Linked DNA regions of Mus musculus: region 2 is linked to region 1. Evidence: chromatin contacts called from public HiChIP or PLAC-seq data. All regions are on one chromosome and are shown on one strand. The core of a region is the stretch at or near the end of the contact, and the rest is flanking DNA. Distances in the headings are between cores, read along the strand shown. Region 1 has its middle 12 kb from the start of St6galnac2. Region 2 has its middle 38 kb from the start of Gm11728.

Region 1 (6,721 bases), core at 982-3,481:
GGGGTTGAGTAAAGTTTAAGTTCCCAAGACCTCCCTGGGATCTGATGTCCTGCTTGGCAGAAAGAGAAGTGGGCACTGGTAATTAACATCCTGGTTGGCAAGTTAAGACATGAATGTTAGGCAAGGCAATTCCCCCACTACAGTTGAATACCCCAGATAATGGGAACAAGATAAGTGCACTGCAAAGACATTTTTTAAAAATTAATTTATTTTTTATTAGATATTTTCTTTATATACATTTCAAATGCTATCCCCAAAGTTCCCTATACCCTCCTTCCGCCCTGCTCCCCTACCCACCCACTCCCGCTTCTTGGCCCTGGCATTCCCCTATACTGGGGCATACAGAGTTTGCAATACCAAGGGGCCTCTCTTCCCAGTGATGGCCGACCAGACCATCTTCTGCTACATATGCAGCTAGAGATACGAGCTCTGGGGTACTAGTTGGTTCATATTGTTGTTTCACTTATAGGGTTGCAGACCCCTTCAGCTCCTTGGGTGCTTTCTCTAGCTTCTCCATTGGGGGCCCTGTGTTCCATCTTATAGATGACTGTGAGCATCCACTTCTGTATTTACCAGGCACTGGCATAGCCTCATACGAGACAGCTATAACAGGGTCCCTTCAGCAAAATCTTTCTGGCATATGAAATAGTGTCTGGTTAGCAAAGACATTTCTAAGGAAATCCCCTATCCTTAAATCCTGATTGATGGAATAACTTGGCACAGATGTTTATGGATCTTAGGTTTAAAAACCCTATTGGGTGTGTGGGTGGGTAGGGGCTGGTGAGATGGCTCAGCAGGTAAGAGCACTGACAGCTCTTCTGAAGGTCCTGAGTTCAAATCCCAGCAACCACATGGTGGCTCACAACCACCCATAATAAGATCTGAAACCCTCTTCTGGTGCATTTGAAGTCAGCTACAGTGTACTTACATATAATAATAATAATAATAGATTATGTTTAAAAGCCCTATAGGATTTTTTTTTTCTTTTTCCGGAGCTGAGGACCAAACCCAGGGCCTTGTGCTTGCTAGGCAAGCGCTCTACCACTGAGCTAAATCCCCAACCCACCCTATAGGAGCTTAATTCAATGCCTTAACCAACTCCCAAGTCTAGTGTGTGGCCCTGAATGATCAGTCTTGGGGTGTGGTTTTCAATGAACCACCCCTGTCTGGCTGAGAGAGATGGCTGAGTGGTTTGTACAACGGATCCCCAGACCCCAATAGCAGTAAGCCTCTGAGATGACAATTGCCTCAGGCAATTAAAAGTTACATTTACTATTGGGGAGTGTTGTTTTTCTTTGTTACTTTTATTTGAGGGCTTTAGTGTTGTTGCTGTAGGGTCAAGGGACAGCATGGCTTTGTATTCAAGGATGACCTTAAACTTCTGATCTTCCTGCTTCCTCCTCCCAAGTGTGAGCTACCACACCTGGCTTCCTGGTTTCTGTGGTGCTGGGGACTGAGCCAAGTACTTCCTGTGCTGCCCTTCCTGCTTGGATTGGAAGGTGTCTCGGGATCCAGGAGCCACCCAGCTCTGAGGTGGGGCAGTGTCCCAAGGGGCGGCCATCCTGAGACACAGGAGCTCAGGAACCCCAGAACGCTGAGATCGTTGACAGAGGTGGTACAGCTCCCAGGAAAGGGTACCCCCTGCCGAGCTGCTCAGGAACCTGAGCTGGGCTCCTTCTCTTCCTTTTTTTCCTCTTCTCTTTTCTTCTGATGAAAATCACATCAGGAAGCAAATCTCATAAAAAGAGGTTTATCAGTGGGCTCAGGGTGTAGAGGAATGAACCCGGGAGTGGCTGGTGGGGAACAGACAGCAGCAGGGAACGGGACTAAGCACAGCATTTCTATAGAAGTTTGGGGAGGCGGAGCTTTCTAAGGGAGATTTCCATTGGTGCGATTTCAAGTCCTGAGCTTGGAGGAGCTTGGGGATTGGCGAGTTTTCTTGTTCAGTGATTGGTGAGGTTTTGTGCTCAGGGATTGGTGACTTTTAGTCAGACTTTTCACCTGAAATTAGCATAATGGGGGGGTTCCTGTTGAGGGGCTGGAGATGACCTTTGTGACAGTTACAAAGGCTGGGGCGAGGGGTTTGGCTGCTGGAGCGCCCAGGCCAGGGCGGCCACTTTCCTGCCTGAAGCTTTCGGAAGTTTACAAAGAATACAAAGTTCAGGAAGGGAGTCAGGGCCGGGAAAGCCTTGAGTGGCACAAATATCCAACATCCGGGCCCTCAGCCCTGCTGCGGCTTTTTGAATCCCTGTGATACTCTGTGAATGGCCAGTGACATCGAACACCTTTTCCCGTGTTTATTTCCTATTTCTTTATCCTGATCGGGGAACAGTTGGTTCATGACATTTTGTCCATTTTCTAACCATATTTACACACACACACACATATTGTTTTTTTCGAGACAGGGTTTCTCTGTTTTTTCGAGACAGGGTTTCTCTGTATAGCCCTGTCTGTCCTGGAACTCACTTTGTAGACCAGGCTGGCCTCGAACTCAGAAATCTGCCTGCCTCTGCCTCCCAACTGCTGGGATTAAAGGCGTGTGCCACCACACCCGGCTCCAACCATATTTCTTAAGTTTTGAAGGTTCTGAAGTTGTTTGCTTGTATTGTGTTACGTATTTTGTATAAATACCATTCTTCTGTTGTCAAATACGGAGATTGCCATTTTATTCTGACTTTTTTGTTTGTTTGTTTGTTCTAGTAAACTCTTTCCAGAATAAAATAAAATCCAAGTTGCCAATTCTTTCTGTTATAGATTGTTTTAGGGGTGTCAAATCTAAAGCTCTTTGCTTAGTTTTGGATCTCAAATATTTTCTATTTTTTCCCCTTAACGTTTATTTTTGTTTGTTTTTAGTTGCATTTTACTGTGTGTGAATGCAGGTGCATGGACATGCCACATTGTGTCAGAGAACAACGTGCAGGGGTCCCCCACAATGAACTCAGGCTACTAGAATTGGTGGCTTTACTTGCTGAGGCAAATTGCCAGCCCTTTGTGGGAAGGTACAAGATTGTATTTCAGGTTTAAATGTGTGCCCCATTTTGCTCTGTCGTCTTGCTGTTACCATCCAGTTGCTCCACTAGAGCAATGAACAGGTTGTCTGGTGTCACGGGTAGCTCTCTCTTGTTTACGTTTTTTTTTTTTTTTCCTACTGGTAAGTGTGTTGCTCTTGTAGGTGGGAAGGGTTAAACCCCAAACAATAGTAGGGCTGACAGGTTTGCAAAGCAAAGCGTCATGGCTGACACAGGACCTAGTAAGGCTGCGGAGGTGACAGACAAGTGGCCTTATGCCCACCCAGAGTTTATGAGCCGGTTCCCATAATGTCATGGAGCCCCTCCTCTATCCGGTAGCAGCAGGAGGGAAAGATTTAGGTAAACACAGGGCTGGCATGAGGCACTTAGGTGGGGCTGGACACAGGAGAGGGCCCGGACATCTTTGTGTGACAACCACAAAGATCCCCCTCTAAAGCCTTTTTTGGTGGGGGGAGTGGACAACTTATCCTGCAAGCCAATGAGGGGGGTTTATCATCTCAGCCCCACCCTTAATACAGGTTTCTTTTGTTTTTCTTTTCTTTTCCTTTCTTTTCAGTTTTTGAGGCTCTCATTGGCCTGGAACTTGCTCTGTAGATCAGGCTGGCCTCAAACTCAACAGAAAGTCACCTGTCTTCAGAGTGCTGGGATTAAAGGTGAGCACCACCACTGCTGAGCTAGACCTCTTACAAACTCCAGGTCTCCGTATACCCCAGGAAGGGTGGAAGGGACTCCATTGCTGTTGGTTACTCTTGTCTTTAGCTCAATCTCAGCAGCAGGCTTTTGCCTCACTGAAGTGGGGAGCAGAATGCAGCAGTTCAGGCCTGATGCTGGCCTCAAAGACAAGACTCAGCACATGTTAGCAGGCCTCAGCGAGCTCGTTGCTTTGCTGGCTCCCCTCCCCTCAGAGGGATTTCTTTTGTAAGTTTCTCTAATGACTGGGTTTGTGGAGTTCTTTCCATGCTTTTGTTTTTGTTTTTCAGGGTCTCTTGTAGCCCAGATTGGCCTTGGACTCACTGTGTAGCACAGGCTGGACTTGAACTCTTGACTCTGTTTTCGAAAGAGGGTTTCTCTGTGTAGCTCTGGCTGTTCTGGGTGTAGACCAGGCTAGCCTCGAACTCTGAGACGTGCTTGCCTTAGCCTCCCTGACTACTGGGATTACCAACACTCACCTAGTGGTTCTTAAAAAAAAAAATCTCATTTATAAGGGGCTGGAGCAATAGCTCAGAGGTTAAGAGCACTGGCTACTCTTGTAGAAGATCCTGGTTCGATTCCTAGCATCCACATGGTGGCTCACAACCATCTGTAACTCCAGTTGCAAGAGACCCTGTGTCCTCTGTTGGATACCTCTTCTGGCCTTCCTGGGCTCTAGGCAGACATGTGGGGCACATATGTATGTGCAGGCAAAACATCCATACACATAAATTAAAGGCCTGAGGTCCCAGTCTTCCCACCAAATGCACTCCCAGCACCCCCATGACTGGAAGACCTCCATTAGACTCTACCTCTTTTTTTTTTTTTAAAGATTTATTTACTTATTATATGTAAGTACACTGTAGCTGTCTTCAGACACTCCAGAAGAGGGAGTCAGATCTTGTTACAGATGGTTGTGAGCCACCATGTGGTTGCTGGGATTTGAACTCTGGACCTTCGGAAGAGCAGTCGGGTGCTCTTACCCACTGAGCCATCTCACCAGCCCCTAGACTCTACCTCTTAAGGCAGCAGTTCTCCACCTTCATGTTTTGGGCCTTTAATACGATTCTTCATGCTCCCGTTTTTGTTTTTGGCTGTTTTGGTTGGTTGGTTTCGAGAGGGGATTTCATGTGTTCAAGCTGTTCTCAGACCGTGGATATTCCTGCCTTCTCAAGTGCTAGGAGATGTGGCACAGTGGATGGAACCCAAGGCTTCAGACACGCTAGCAAAGCACTTCTGCTCTACCCGCTGAGCAATGTTCCCGAAGAGCACTGTGGAGAGCCTTGGGTGCCGTTTGGCAGGAATCTGACACTGGCCAAGAACAAGGAAATGGACTTCAGGCAGGAATCTGATTTTAGGCCTGAATAGGAAAGAATCTAATTTTAGGGTAGAATGAAGAAGTAGGCTTCAGGCAAGAGACTGATTTTGGGCTAGGACAGGGAAGTAGGCTCAGATATTTTGGTCATTCTGACAAGCCCTTAGAAACAGCGATTACAAGCCGGGCGTGGTGGTGCACACCTTTAATCCCAGCACTCGGGAGGCAGAGGCAGGCAGATCTCTGAGTTTGAGGCCAGCCTGGTCTACAAAGTGAGTTCCAGGACAGCCAAGGCTATACAGAGAAACCCTGTCTCGAAAAAAGAAGAAAGAAAGAAAGAAAGAGAGAGAGAGAGAGAGAGAGAGAGAGAGAGAGAGAGAGGAAGGAAGGAAGAAAGGAAAGAAAGAAAGAAAGAAAGAAAGAAAGAAAGAAAGAAAGAAAGAAAGAAAGAAAGAAAGAAAGAAAGAAAGAAAGAAAGAAAGGAACAGCATGATCATGGGACTCTGCTTACTGCCTTGCTTGTTCCTTATTGTACTGCTTGCCCTTATTGCTTGCAATGTAATTAAAATGGTATAAAAGCAGATTGGGAGAAAATAGACCGGCCTCAGCCTCAGAACTGGCTGGGGTCATGCTACAATGTTGCCTAATTGTCTTTTTTCTTTTTAACCCTCACTCCTTCGCTGGAGAACCTGGTCACTGACTGATCGGGCTTGGTGAAAGCACATCTGCTCTGCGTGCTGAGCGATGTTCCCAGCCTTTTTATCTTTTCATTTATGACTAAGAGCTTCACTGTCTAGCCTTGGATAGCCTGGAACTTACTGGGTAGTCCAAGCTAGCCTTCAATTCTTAGCAGTCCTCTCGCCTCAGCCTCCCAAACGCCGTGATTACAGAAGTGAGCCGCCATGCCCAGCTGCACTGTGGATATTTTAAAGAAGATGTGTTACTAAAACACACTGAAGCGTTTGCAGACGGAACGGTATGATAGCCGATAGAATATTGATGAGTGAGTTTGTGTATTAGTGATGGCTAAGTGGTAGATAAAGATGAAACAATGGACTATCAGATCATTGTTGGACCTGTGCAATGGCTGATAGGACCCTTTGTGAAGTTCTCTCTACTTTTTTTTTTATGTTTGAAGTTTTTAATAAACAAACTGAAAAGAAGTAACCTCATTCTAGCAATAAAATATAATAGTTAACTTGAGATAAAATATTTAAAAATGGCTGGACCATGGTGGTGCATGCCTTTAATCCCAGCATTCTGGAGGCAGAGGCAGGTAGGTCTCGAGTTCGAGACCAGCTGCTCTATATAGAAAGTTCTGACCCTGTCATCATCTTTGGCTACAGAGTGAGTTTGAGGCAAGTTTACAGGAATATTGAAAGTTAAATAAATAGAGTTTGTAAACACATATCTCAGGTGAGATGGGTTATGGATTCATGACTTCTTATAAACCATGAGATCCCCTGTATTTGGGAGGCAGGGGCAGAAGACCTACTGTGAGTTCAAAGCCATCCTGGTCTACAGCCAGAGCTGCATAGTGAGACCCTGTCTCAATAAAATATTTATTTTATTTTGTCAATTCTAACTGCATATAAGTTCATTAAGGGGTATAAGACTTTAGGTCTGGTTGAATTTTGGTGTGTGATGTTTTTATGTGCAAATCTTTCAAAACTAAAGTTTGTAAAAA
Region 2 (6,010 bases), core at 927-3,426, 300 kb after region 1:
GTCACACCTATTCCAACAAGGCCATACCTTCAGATGGTGCCACTCCCTGGTCCAAGGATATACAAACCATCACACCATGATTCCATCTTTAAGCAGCCCCAGGATGTGAGCATGCATGCACAGCATCTTCTGGAGCCAGAGCACATAAACTTAAATCCTCCTCTGCATCTAACTGCTCCCGTTTATTGAAACGAATAAAATCTCATGAGCAGAAATAGAAAATTCTGCAAAAATATATGCCCATTAATATAATAGTGAAAATCCCCCAAGGCTTTATGAAATAGGAGGAGGATGTCTGTCTCAGGGACTGTGCCTCAGGGTGGCCAGCGAGGAAGACGGAAACAGCCTCGGTCTCCTGGGAGGATTTCTAAGCATGGGTGGGAACAATCAGCCCAGAGAAGGGTCTCAGAGAAAAAAACAGGGGTGGGGTGGTGTGGGTGGGACTGGAGGGGTGCTCTAAACTGAAGTCCCTTTCCAGTTGGTGTCCCAGGGCTGCTGGCTCTGTTTAAAAAGGAAACTTTAGGTGTGGCAGAAAACCATTATTATACAAATCAGCTTCTCACTTTCCTTTCTGTCGATGAATCAGCTTTTCCCTCTGGGGGTCGGGGGAGGGGCTGGCAAGCCTGCAGGAGGGACTTCACCGGGAGATCCCACCTGGATCTACAACATCCCCAGGGACCAGAAGAGAATGAGGGCTCCTTTGCATCCATGCAGAATTTCTGCAAGAGCTTTGAGACCTCCTGATCCCCACAGACCAGCTGGTTTCTTCACAGAAGTGACTTCACCTGACTCAGTAGATTCCTCTCCCTCCCATCTGAACCAGGTTGCTTCTGCCATCCACGAGTGGCCCACCCCACCAAACAGACAGACATTCTGTAAAACTCAGGGCTGCCATTAGACTGAGCTAGAGGGATGTCTGAGCCCCGATGAATCAGGACCCAAGCCTGCCCTCCCTTAAGACCCCAGGTGTAAAGTGTGTGTCTGTGGGAGGGTCTCCCAGACCATCTTCCTTTCTGATCAACCAGCTACAAATTTGGGGTTACCTCCTTTTTAGGTTCAAAGTGCTCCCTCAAAACGGCAGTGCTGGCGAGAACATCCCAAACGAAAGGACTGACGACCAGGAAAACAAAAGGATCATTGCTAGATAAACTGAGGCCTAAATTCAGCACTCCTCAAACTGGGCTGTTTGCTAGGAACCTCCTTTAATCTCCCAAAGGCCAGTGACCTCTGGCAAGCGTATCTAGTTCTCAGTCAGAAAGGCCTGTGTCCGCTCAAAGATCCACTTCTGTCAAGGGTTGGGTCAGGAAAGGGGTTTTTGAGCTAAAACCCCCTTGCGTTTCTGACATTTTGCTTCTCTGCCCCTCTCCCCCGTGGTTTGATTCCCCAATAATCCTTTCTTTCTCCATGAAGTGGTCTCGTTTGGTGGTTTCAAGCCCACTCCCTCATGGGACCTCATGTCCCATCCCGTTTACACACAGAACCAGCTAGATGCCTTTCAGGAGCGGCAGCTAATCCTCTTTCCTGCCCCTCACTTCCCCACCCTAGAAGCCTGTGATTACATAGGGCCAGGTTATCATGTATACAAAGCCTCTCTGTGGTGGTATTTACAGGGACTAAAAGGTGGGTTTCTTCAGGGTTGATTCCACTCATCCCCCACCCTCACCACCCATCCCCCCTCATCCTCTCCCCCCCACCCCCATCACCCATCCCCCCTCGTCCTCTACCCCCCCACCCCCACCCCATCACCACACCCTAAGCCTGGTACCTGGTGACTTTCCTGACCCCTGATTCCAGATTTGCTGGTTCTGGACAAGAGGTAGCTGTGTCTCCTTGGCATGCTGGAACACTAAGTCCTGAGCACCAGAATTTGTCACTGAAGGAGGAAGCTAAAGCCATGATTCTGTCTCAGGATCAGTGGCATGGGCAGAGCTACCTAAGATGGCAGGCTATTATCACAGGCTGGGCTCTGGGGGTGGGTGGGAAAAGACTCAGTCTTTGGTTGTCCTCCCCTCCTCTTCCTGCACCTAACCACACATGGGACCTGCATGAATGAGCGTGGAACACAGAGTTGGCCACCCTTTCCACAATGGAGGCTGTTGTTACTGAGACAGACTAGCCACTCACCTTTGATCTTTATCTCCTGCTCTGTTCAAGGGCCTGGGCGATTCCCTGGGCCTCCGCCTGCAACTGAGCAGGGTTTGTTTCACAAAAGCCAAGGTCAGAATGCTAAGTGCAGAACCAGTGGAGCCCAGGCTCTCCCTTAGGGAGCCCATTCATGATGCTGCAACTGCTCACAGAGGGCAAGCTTTCTAAATCTCCCCAGGTACCCTAAGAGTTAAAGGACACCCCGACATCCTCCATGTGAAACACAAGCAGGCCAGAAAAGTGAAGTGATAAATTCAACATTATACAGCTGTCCAGCCACAACCAGGATTCACATAAGGTCTTTCCAGTTTGTACCATTCATTACCTAGAGCAAAAATCTCTTTAATAGACACCCAGACTGGTTACATGTTTAAAGATAGGTGTCTGGCTGCCAGTGGCCTTGTCCGCTTGAATCTTCGGCACAATAAAAAACCACACTTTTAAGTCCCAGACCAGTGTCTGAATGATAGCTGGGTCACTCTTTTGGCTGTCTACCATTGGCAGATAGACCACATGTCTCAGCCTCAGTTTCCCCTATGTCAGAGTGGAGTGTTACCCGCAGCCAGGGAAGTACTCAGCCGAAGGGCACCTTAGACTGGGAGCTGAGTGTGGGGCTCTACCACCTAAGAAAATCAGAGAACAAAGACAAGTGAGCCAAAATCGGGGTGCAGGAGGCAGCTCTGCCAGGGCTTCTCCTGCTGCTCAGAGTCTCAGGATGCCCCCAGGCCTGTTGACCTCGGGGGTTTTACAGGCTGGAGAACTGTGTGGCTGTTCATTGAACCCGGGGTGGGCTTTTACAGAACAGCGGGAATATATTCCTGCCTGCTTTTCCCTGTGTTGGTGAGTGTGTAGGGGGGCGGGAGGGGATATGGGGGGGAATATGGGGGGGATATGGGGGGGGACATGGGGGGGATATGGGGGGGATATGGGGGGGATATGGGGGGGATATGGGGGGATATGGGGGGGAATATGGGGGGGATATGGGGGGGGAGTGTGTGTCCTCAACTCTTGCCTTCAAAGGCCACCTCAGGTTATTTCCTTCTCCAGGAGACTTTGGCTTTGTTGATGTTATTTTATTATTCTTGATTATTTCCTTTTTTTAAAGATATATTTATTTACTATATGTAGGTACACTGTAGCTGCACCCGCACACCAGAAGAGGGCGTCAGATCTCATTACAGATGTTTGTGAGCCACCATGTGGTTGCTGGGCATTGAACTCAGGACCTCTGGAAGAGCAATCAGTGCTCTTAACTTCTGAGCCATCTCTCCGGCCCCTTGATTAGTCTCATGTATGCCATGGCTAGGCTGGCCTCAAACTGGACATTGAGCCAGGAATGACCTTAACTCCTGAAGTTCTACCTTCTAAGTGCTGAGGCTGCCGGCACATGCCACTTTTCGACGCTTATGGAAAGCGGAGGATTGAACCCAGGGCTTCTTGCTCACTAGGCAAGCTGAGCAATTGGCTCAAATGTACAACCCTCGCAGGGTACACCCTCAGGAGAGCGTGGGACCCAGATGAATCTCGCAAACTATTTGGAGAGGAGTCTGAACATAGCGCAGCAGGGGCTGGGGTGAGGGGTGTCTAAGGTAATATTCTGCATTTGCACTGACCACATAAACTCACTCAGCCTCCCTTTAAATGTGACAGATAATGGTCACTGTAATCTCAGGCTTCCTGCTGGGGGTCAGTGACATCCTTCATTGTTCTTGTACAAATTAATAGTGTGGCCCATCCCTGGTCACTATGACAACGGCCCTCCCCTCCCCCGCACTTTTGTGAGCATGAAATGGAATTTATCGGAAATGCTTTCGATCGAACCCCAGATAAGCAGAACAGAGAGCGAAATTACCAGAATCCTCAGCACCTCTGAGGGAGGGTCTTTGTTTTTAGACCGGTTCAGTCAGTCCCATGAGAGACCCAGAAGCCTCCACCGAAAAAGACAGAGCTAATTAAGGAAGGCTGCAGAAGTCGCCGTGGCACAGCGGGTCCCACTCACAGCCCATGACACCTTGATCAGCCCAGAGCTTTGCAGAAATGTCAAAAACAATGAGATTTTCTTTTTCTCCTACTCCCCCCGGCATCTCTTGCTTCCCACTTCAAATTGCCTTTCTACAATTCCTGACTCAGAGGGGTACAGAACGGGTCTAGCTCCAAAGCAGCAAACCCAGGGCTCCCCGAACTGGAAGCTACCGTCAAGGGGCTCAAGGAGAGGTCTGCTGCAGACAGGAGCATGGAGAACCAGGCGTCCCCAGCTCCCAGCAAGGAGCTGGACACACTGGAAACAAAGGTGTGTTGGTGTTCCAGTCAGGCCTGCTCCTGCCCACCACCCCCCCCAAAAAAAGAGCAAAACAAAACAAAAATAAACAAAAACATAAAATAAAGTACACTTTTCCCAATTATGTAAGACTTAGAATTTGTAGAAAATTTGGCGTGGGTGTTGTACTCAAGAGCTCACTGCGGTGGACCTGCACAGGACAGGAGGAGGGGCTCCGTGAGGCTCCACCCTCCCCAAGGGACTATTGGAAGCTAAGCGCTGTTGGGGGACGGGCTACTTTCTTCAGTGATGCAGTACTGAGCTGTTGCTCCCCAATCTTCCACCCGCATTGGGAAGAAAGTCTAAACTCTGGGTCACACACGCACAAGAAGACATGGAAGTGGGGAGGGGTGCGTTCTAGTGGGAGAGGGGTAGAAAGGGGAGTCAGGGAGGCGTGACTGAATTTCATTATAAAAGCCTACGAAATTGTCAAATAATTTAGAAGAAGAAAAAAACACAAAGTCAGAGGGAACGCAATAAAGCCAATTAAAATCCTGTGCTCAATCCAAATTGCCACTACTTTGGGGGCACATTAGTCCCTTTTGTGTTACTAAAACGAAATGCCTGCTGTGGTCTAAAACCCATTTGGAGGCTGTTAAGTAAACGCCATGGTGGGCGGTAATGGCTGGAGAGGGTGTGGGGGTGGGTGAGCGTCCTGTGGGGAGAGGTTTGGAGTGGATTCACACTGTCTGGAGACCGTCCTTCTCAGGCTCCAATGTCCACCATCCCAAGTCAGCAGCATGTCCTTTCCAAGATAGGACCCTGAGGACTTCCCCTGAGGTTCTGCCTCTCAAGGCTCCAGGTTACCTCCGTGTGCTGTCCTGGGTCAAGCTCCCAGCACAGGAAATTCGGGGATGCTCACACATGGAAGGCACAGCCCACGCGCAGTGGGCACAGCCTCTCCGCCTTGCTCTTCCGTGGAACCTTCCCTGATGGCACCTCTCCTGTCCACAACACAGCACTATTTTGATTTTTGTATTAGAAATTCAAGGTTCAGGGGGAAAAGGGGGGGACAGATCTGAGTTCCCATCTGAAGATGGTTCAGGTGTAATATTTTGGCAATATTATGGGTGTGCCTGTATGTATGTGTGTGTGGTTATTTCAATTCTATTAATGGGCATGGGAAGGTCCATCTTATAATTGTAGGCAGGACCCACTCCTAGCTGGGATCCCAGACTGTATGAAAGTGAGCTGAGCCGAAGTCTGCATTCATCCATCTCTGCTTCCTCATTGTCAGCGTGCTGTGAGCACCTGCTCCAAGCGCCGTGGCCTTGATCTCCCCACAGTGACGGGTCGGACTTTGAACTGTGAGCTGAAATAAACTCTTTCCCCCTTACATCTCTTTTGTCAGAGTGAGTTTTATCACAGGAACAAGAAAAGTACCTTAGCCAGGGATGTCTTCGTTCACTGGGACTCAACAACTCCATCATAAGTGGAGGAATCTGGCTCAGAGAAGAATCTCAGATCTTTATTAATTACTTCTCTCAGTACTGGGACAAAATACCAGACAAAAGCTATTTAACAGTTGCTTCCATCATGTTACAGAGG

Evidence for each region. HiChIP or PLAC-seq counts read pairs in DNA pulled down with a chosen protein or histone mark.
Region 2: a contact with region 1 is called in an H3K27ac HiChIP or PLAC-seq map of embryonic stem cells, with 9 read pairs. The contact joins two enhancer-like sites. A contact is called at or near these places in 1 of 115 datasets of contacts at active chromatin or transcription factors (embryonic stem cells) and 2 of 9 other capture datasets (adipose tissue and pancreatic islet).

The regions. Positions count from the first base shown.
Region 1 is chr11:116,703,355-116,710,075 of GRCm38.p6, forward strand. No RefSeq gene overlaps it. Among named protein-coding and RNA genes, the nearest start is that of St6galnac2, 12 kb to the left of the region's middle. Within about 2 kb of position 2,232, at least 28 of the 459 cell types and tissues checked have an H3K27ac peak or open chromatin away from gene starts, as enhancers often do. A contact at or near this core is called in embryonic stem cells, where this site is marked.
Region 2 is chr11:116,999,820-117,005,829 of GRCm38.p6, forward strand. No RefSeq gene overlaps it. Among named protein-coding and RNA genes, the nearest start is that of Gm11728, 38 kb to the right of the region's middle. Within about 2 kb of position 2,177, at least 15 of the 459 cell types and tissues checked have an H3K27ac peak or open chromatin away from gene starts, as enhancers often do. A contact at or near this core is called in embryonic stem cells, where this site is marked.